Linked DNA regions of Mus musculus: region 2 is linked to region 1. The links are chromatin contacts, called in public promoter capture Hi-C maps. All regions are on one chromosome and are shown on one strand. The core of a region is the stretch at or near the end of the contact, and the rest is flanking DNA. Distances in the headings are between cores, read along the strand shown. Region 1 holds the start of Wdr45 (WD repeat domain 45). Region 2 holds the start of Mospd1 (motile sperm domain containing 1).

Region 1 (3,827 bases), core at 1,009-3,508:
GGTGTGTCTGAAGACAGATACTGTGTACTCATACATACATAAAATAAATAAATCTTTAAGAAAAGATGAGGTTAAGCCTGGCGTGGTGGCGCACGCCTTTAATCCCAGCACTCGGGAGGCGGTGGCAGGCAGATTTCTGAGTTCGAGGCCAACCTGGCCTACAAAGTGAGTTCCAGGACAGCCAGGGCTATACAGAGAAACCCTGTCTCAAAAAACAAACAAGAAGAAAGAAAGAAAGAAAGAAAGAAAGAAAGAAAGAAAGAAAGAAAGAAAGAAAGAAAGAAAAGATGAGGTTAAACAGAAGATTACATGTTAATTGGAGGGACTCTGGCCAGCTTGAGCATGGCCAACCTGGCTCTGGCAGGCCTTGCCCTTCTCATTCCCTCTTCCTTGCTAAAAACCATTAGATTCCATTCCTAAAGCTAGTCCCCAAGGTCTATTCCTTACTTATCCACTTCCTCCTCCTGATGCTGATTAACAAGGTCAAGCTATCAACTGTTGAAATCCAGCAATCAAAAGTGGCCCTTTGGCTCCCCTAATTAACAGGCCCAGTTAAAATGAAACACCTCATCCTAACATGGGGTTTCCCCTTTTACCTTTATAGACCTCCTTTTTCCTATATGCAACGCCTGTCTGGCTTTCTCCTTGGTCCATTTCCCCTGCTCCTCCCTCCTCTATCTCTTGTCTTTGTCTCTTATTCCCTGCCCTCTGCCCCTCTGGGATAAATAAATCTTTTTTGCTGAGAACTTGGTCTTGGGTCCTGAGCTGATACTTCTCCTTTCATTAATAAAGCCTTCACCTCAATGAACAAAATACAAGGGTGACTGAGAATGGTTCCCAATGTCAACACTGGGCCCCCACATGTATACATACTCATGCATGTGTGCCTACACACACATGCAAAATGATACATACACACACATGCACCACATGTATACACACACACAGAGAAATGGAAACAGTCAAAGAAAGGGAGTGTTGGCTGTGATTATTGTTTAACACATTTGATAGGTAAGGAAGCCAGGGCTCAGTGGGATTCAGCAACTTGCCTGTGGATGCACAGCTAAAGAATGGTACAGTAGCCGGGAGGAGGGAATCTTCTAAGGATATGGGATATAGAATAGAATCATATAAAGGGATAACAGGGGAAACTACAACAGAAGGATTAAGTATGGAGGTCAGTATAGAGGAGGGACTATAGAAAGGAAGGGGTGATTAAGACTAAAGGTCTTTAGGCCAGGCTGTGGTGGCGCACACCTTTAATCCCAGCACTTGGGAGGCTGAGGCAGGTGGATTTCTGAGTTTGAGGCCAGCCTGGTCTACAGAGTGAGTTCCAGGACAGCCAGGGCTATACAGAGAAACCCTGTCTCGAAAAAAATAAAAAAAAACATAAAAATTAAAATAAGTAAAGACAGAAGCAGAGTGTTAACTATTATGGCTCTGATTATGGTAAATGCAAGGTAGTTCCCCATTCTTCTTTCCCTTTTATTGACTTTTTTTTGTAACTCAGGATGGCACAAACCCTCCGATCCTGTTTCAACAGCCAGTACTAACTCGTTTATTATTTCTCACAACTGTCGTGCATATTGCACTTATCTCAACACTCTAATATTTCCAGTGTGCAATTTGGGGCCTTTTGTGTTTCCATGTAAGCATTCTCTGTTTGTAGCTTTTGTTAAAAAAGACAGGACCTCATGTAGCCCAAGACAACCTCGACTGTCCCTCGCCAACTACTAGCACTACAGGTGTGTGAGCAATCACGCCCGGAGCACTCACATTTTACGGTAACAAAGGATCTTTTTGTAAAGAGCTAGGAATAGGGTGGGGAAAAGAAAGTAAAATTCCACTCTTATCTTTCCCCTACTCAAGCTGATCTCAACTTTCAAGATCTTTTATTCCAGCCAGGAGCACCCAGAGCCACAAGGTAAACAAACATTGATAGCCACTCTAGCCCAACTCGGAGAACTCGTTAGCCTGGGAGGTTTGCCCCTCTATCTCTCCGTGAGTTAACGAGTTCAATGCTTGGCCCGCTTCCGTTTGGGGGTGGGGGCAAGCCCTTTCCCGGGTTCCCTTAGACAGTCCTGCCTTTGGGCAGTCTTTTGTGCCTCCAGTCCCCTAATCCGCCCTCATTCTTTTTCCGGAACTTCCCTCGGAGGACTCTACTACTGCTCGGGATGCTCCACAGGTCCGCCAAGTGGGTGAGAAGAGCCCTGGCTGGAGTCTCTGCCCAGAATGAGTCACTTCCGTTCACAGACTCCCTCCTCCGGAAGTAAGACCTGATGTAAACAGCAGAGCTGGGCACCAAAGCCCGGGAGGTCAGAAATTTGTGCCGCAGGCGGCACCAACGGCTAGGGCAGGGGTCGGGGAGGGGTGATCAAGTCGGCAGAGGTGACGCGCATCTGGAGCAAGATCCAAGGGTTGGTCACGGTCATGGGTTGGGTGTTTCTACTAGAGGTCTTGACAGGTGATGGATGGCTGGGGATATGGGGGCTTGAGTCGGTGCTGTCTTGGAAAGGATCATGGCTTTTGGGAGAGGGTGAGGCGTTTCAATTAGGGTTCTTCGTTAGTGTGGGCATTTGGAGCATAGATTTAAAAAGGGCTCTTGGAAGCTAGTGCTCTCCAGAGTATGGCTCATGTAGAAGCAAGACCCAAGTTTTACGCGAGAAAAGTAGATTTGCGATCTTAGCTGATAGGTGTGCCTGAAGAGAGGTCTTGGAAGAGATGGGATTTGAAAAAAGGACGAGGTTTTTAGGGCAGGAATGTTTAGGGGAGGGAGTCAGAGCAGCAGCAGCAGCAGCATTGGTAGGTTGAGGTTTTCCTAGGCAGGATATGGGTTTTTTTTTTGGGAGGGGGTGGGGCTAGCGTGCCCTAGGGCAGAACCTTCAAGAGATAGCATGGAGACAAAAGGGACAAATTTTAGGGGGAGGGGACTCATGAGTAACATTGTGTAAGCTTAGGGGTCGTGGGTAGACAGTATAGGGAATGGAATGTGTCACATGTGAAGAATTTGGAATGTCAGAGTAATGCCTCGGGTGTGGGGTAGGGTGTGGATTGGTCTTTAGGACTTAAGTAGAGGGAGTGGAGGGGGTTCTCAGGCTTGCCTTTGCCTTGAGAGTTGGTCATATGAGAGAAGGGTTTGGGGAAAGTATGCTGCATGGGAGGATGTAAATGAGATACCCTGGAGGCGAATAAGCCTCCAGGTAAAGTTAGAAGGGCTTGAGGAGGGCAGTTCTGTGGGTGATGGGCCATTCACGGCAGTGAAGATGCAGGAAACCTTAGCTTTTTTTTTTTTTTTTTGTTTTTTTTTTTTTTTTTTTTGAAACCTTAGCTTTTGTTCCACTATTTATTGACAGGTGGAGTTGGGTGCCGGTGTGCAGATGAATAGCTTGTAGAGAGGTTTGAGGTCATATCAAACATTAGAGCTAAGAATGGCTGGGAGGGGGGAGGAGGTACCATGGGATATTCCCTACCCCATTACCCCATGCTTGGTGTTTGTGCCTGTTATGAGGCTTTTTGTCATTATGGGCCGGGATACGTTCTGCCTGTGGTCTTGGTTTAAACAGATACTCTGAGGTATCCTCCACTTGTTTTTGTTTTTTACAGTCTGGCAAAGAAAAGTATCAAAATGGGGAGGAAGCCAGGCGTGGTGGCATACGCCTATAATCCCATCCCTCAGGAAGTGGAGGCTGGAGGACTGCTGGGAATTGAAGGCCAGCCTGTGCTACATAGGGAGTACCAGGACAGCCAGGGATACATAGCAAGACCCTATCTCAAAACAAAATAGACCAAGTGGTGAGGAAGAAGAAATGATTTGGGGGACAGAAGTT
Region 2 (3,514 bases), core at 128-2,627, about 46 Mb after region 1:
TGAAAAGCTGGCTGTCTACTCCTTACTCAATTTCCTGACTGTAGTATTTTATACACAAAGAGCTTTCCTAATACTTACAGGAAGTGTGGACAAGATTTTCGTCACTAAGAATGTATTAAATCCCATGTGTGCCTTTCCCGAAAAGAGTAGACTTTCTCCTGTCTGGAATTCACATTAAAAACAAAAAGTGTTCCAATAGAACAGGACTGCCTTTTAGGCAAAATTTAGGAACTTGAACTTTTTTTCAGGGTTACTTTCTCTTAAAATGTCCTTAAAGGACAAAATACTAGGACCCTTTGCACTTCTTACTTGCCCTGTGGCTTTCCCAAGTGAACTTTCCTTCCATTCTACTAGCACAGCAATGCTACTTCAGTGAGAGAAAGACAAATGTCAGTTACTTTCCCCAGAGGGAAACAGCAGAAGATTAAGGGCTGAGGTCTAGGGAGGGGCTAAAACCTTCCTGCCTAAGACCAGCCCCACCTGCTTGGGGCCCAGCCTTTACAGCCCTATCTCCACACTACCCGGCTCCATGTGAAACTGGTCATGTGAGCCTGTTTACAGCTGAGCAGCTGGTGCAACCATCAGGATCTGTGCAGAGGTCCAGGGAGGGGTAAGGATACAGGCCACTTACCTCCTTTCTCCCCTATGTAATTCCAAGAAGATACTTGCTTCGACCACCAACCACCCTCCCTCCCAGTCTCTCTACTTTCCTTCATGCCCCTTCAGGCAAAGCCATCCTGGGACGCCTGGCTCCGGTCGCCCCCCGCCCCGTTTCCGTCCAGTTGCTCGCGGGGGGGAACGGCTGAACTGCAGGAAGGGCGAGGACAGGGTCATCCCAAACTAGGTAGTCGACTGACTTCCCTCCCACAGCCCTCCAGGCAATGTCCGCCAAAGAGTTGTCCCTAGAGCTGCATCCCCAAGGCAACTGAACTCTTGTCGGGCAGGCAGCGGGAGGTTTCGGAGGCTGCCTTCGTCTAGGCAGGGGTAGCTACACAACTCTGCTGGCCCTGGAGACCCTGCAGAAGGGCCACCAACAGTCCAAGAACGGTGGACCCGCTGCCCGGTCCCCGCCACCCACCTTAGCCCGGCACTGAACAGCCCTGCTGTCAGTCACAGAGCCAAGCTCTGGCTACGGGTACTGGCATTGTCTACACCGGAGGGGGAGGTCTCAGCCATGTAAGTTCCATGTCTTCCCCGCAAGTCAGAGAAAGTGGGTGACGGGACATTGAGGGACTCTCACCTCAGCAACACTGGCTCCTCGGAAAGCAGCTGCGACTGCTCCCTGCTCCTTTGTCAGAGTCTCCAGACTGCACTGCCTGCTGGGATATGGGAGGACTCGACTGCCACCTCTCCCCGCCCAGGAGGATGAGTCGCAACTGGGGGGTGGGTGAGAAGAGGAAGGAAAGGCGGGCCCGGGGCGGGGTCTAGCCGGGGGCGGGGCTTCTGTGTTGCCACCTGGCTTCTGGGGTTTCTTCCTTCTCTATGCTTCAAACTACTTCCTTTGTCCTCTGGCCGCCCCTCCTTTTCCTCCGCCCCCCTCACCCGCCCCCAGAGGATTAGAGGCTTTCTCTGAGTGCAATCTCTTTGCACTCATTTGGTGGTGACCTTTGACGTCTGCCTCATTCACTCCTCTCCCCAACTCAGAATGCATTCCATACAATGAATACCCAAGGCTTGTGACTCTTCCTCTGAGACTCTGTATTAAGCACTAGCTCTCTTTCTCCACTCTATCATCGGCGCAAAGCAGACTGTTCAGGATTTGTTCATGCTGCTACAGTAGCTTCCTATTTGGATTCATTCTTTCTACTGTTACTTTGTCTAAACTATTGCCCAGACAGCAATCCAGTTGGCTCAGTCTAAGGTATAGGTGACCCTGCTGTTCTACTTAAAGCTTTTCAAGCCTGGCATGGTAGAACAAGACTATAATCCCAGTATTCAAAGGCTGAGGCAGGAGGATCCTGAGTTAAGACAAATTTGAGTTACAAAATAACAATTGACTTTTAAAGGGGAAATCTCTATTCTCAGGTCTGTACTCTATTCTTAGAGTCTTTCAGGCAGGTATGCTGCTACAGGGCTTTAATCCTAGCACTTAGAAGGGGAAGCAGTAGATCTTTGAGACTGAGGCCAGCCTGCTTATATATGAGACCCCATCTCAACACCAAGCAAACAACAAATGAGAGAGAAAAGACTTTTCGGCTAGGAACAATGGACAACTGTTAAGTCAAGCACCAAAGGGGCAAAGTCCCAAAGACCCCAAGGACTTCATATCTCAGCAGCCTGGCCTACCTAGCAAGACCCAGTGTGCTGGACACAAGACAGCCAGGATAGAGAAACCCTGTCTCAAAAAAGAAAAGTAAATGAAATGGAAAACACTTCAAAATTCAAACTTAATTATGTTCAAAAAGGAACAATACGGTCCAAGGGTACCCTCTGCACAAGTATAAGACCCAAAACCTTCCTCATTACTCTTAATCAATGGGTCTATAACAGTAGATATCACTTGGGCCCTAGGCTCTGAGACCTTTACTCACAGACTTTGTGCAATGCTCTTATCTGTCTTTTGAACACCTATCTTTCAGGATCCAGGGGAAATGTCACTTTCCCAACTAACCTTTCAGAATCTTCCATAAGAACGACATGTCTTATTTGTTTGTCTGAAACGTGGCCTGACTATAGCGCTAGCTGGTCTGACACACGTTATGGAGGCCAAGATGGTTCTAACTTGCAGTGATCCTCCTATCATGCTGGGATTACAGGCATGTACCACTAAATCCACCAGACGCTTTCATAAAAACTGTTGACCCCTATTCTACTAGCAAAGAACACTGCTAATTCTGTTTTGCAATTCTTCCTGATATAGGTAACCATGTCCTATTCCCTCAGAAGAGGCCATTGCTTCCAGCATCGTGCCCCTTCTACAATACATTCGTATATGTACTGGCTAGTTTTGTGTCAACTTGACACAGCTGGAGTTATCACAGAGGAAGGAGCTTCAGTTGAGGAAATGCCTCCATGACATACAACTGTAAAGCATTTTCTCAATTAGTGATCAAGGGGGAAATGTGGAAATCAAGAGCAGTGGTAACTTCCTGGGATCTATGAAGATGATCCTAATGAAGACTCAAAGTAATGGGGAATGATAACTATGAAATAGTCATCTCTTGTAGACAGACAAGCTAGTAAGGAACATCCCTCCATGGCCTCTGCATCAGCTCCTGCTTCCTGACCTGCTTGAGTTCCAGTCCTGACTTCCTTTGGTGATGAACAGCAGCATGGAAGTGTAAATTGAATAAACTCTTTCCTCCCCAACCCAACTTGCTTTTTGGTCATGATGTTTGTGCAGGAATAGAGACCCTGACTAAGACAGTATGCAATTTAATTATATGTGATACTTTGCCTCTATTGCATCAGAAATCCTAAGTAGGCCCAGAAAGGACTCCAAGCAAGGCTTCGTATGACAGTCACTCTTTCTTCACTAGCACAGCTCTCCATCTTGACCTGACCAAGTGTTGTT

The links. Promoter capture Hi-C pulls out the DNA fragments that hold promoters and counts their contacts.
Region 2: a promoter capture Hi-C map of the HPC-7 cell line shows a contact between it and region 1. The contact joins the promoter of Mospd1 here to the promoter of Wdr45 in region 1. A contact is called at or near these places in 3 of 39 promoter capture datasets (the HPC-7 cell line, cranial neural crest and pre-B cells).

What each region holds. Positions count from the first base shown.
Region 1 is chrX:7,719,962-7,723,788 of GRCm38.p6, forward strand. It overlaps Wdr45 (WD repeat domain 45), which reads left to right and starts at 2,259. Exons shown (of 11, transcript NM_001290792.1): 1 at 2,259-2,417.
Region 2 is chrX:53,369,182-53,372,695 of GRCm38.p6, forward strand. It overlaps Mospd1 (motile sperm domain containing 1), which reads right to left and starts at 1,378. Exons shown (of 6, transcript NM_001290514.1): 1 at 1,241-1,378.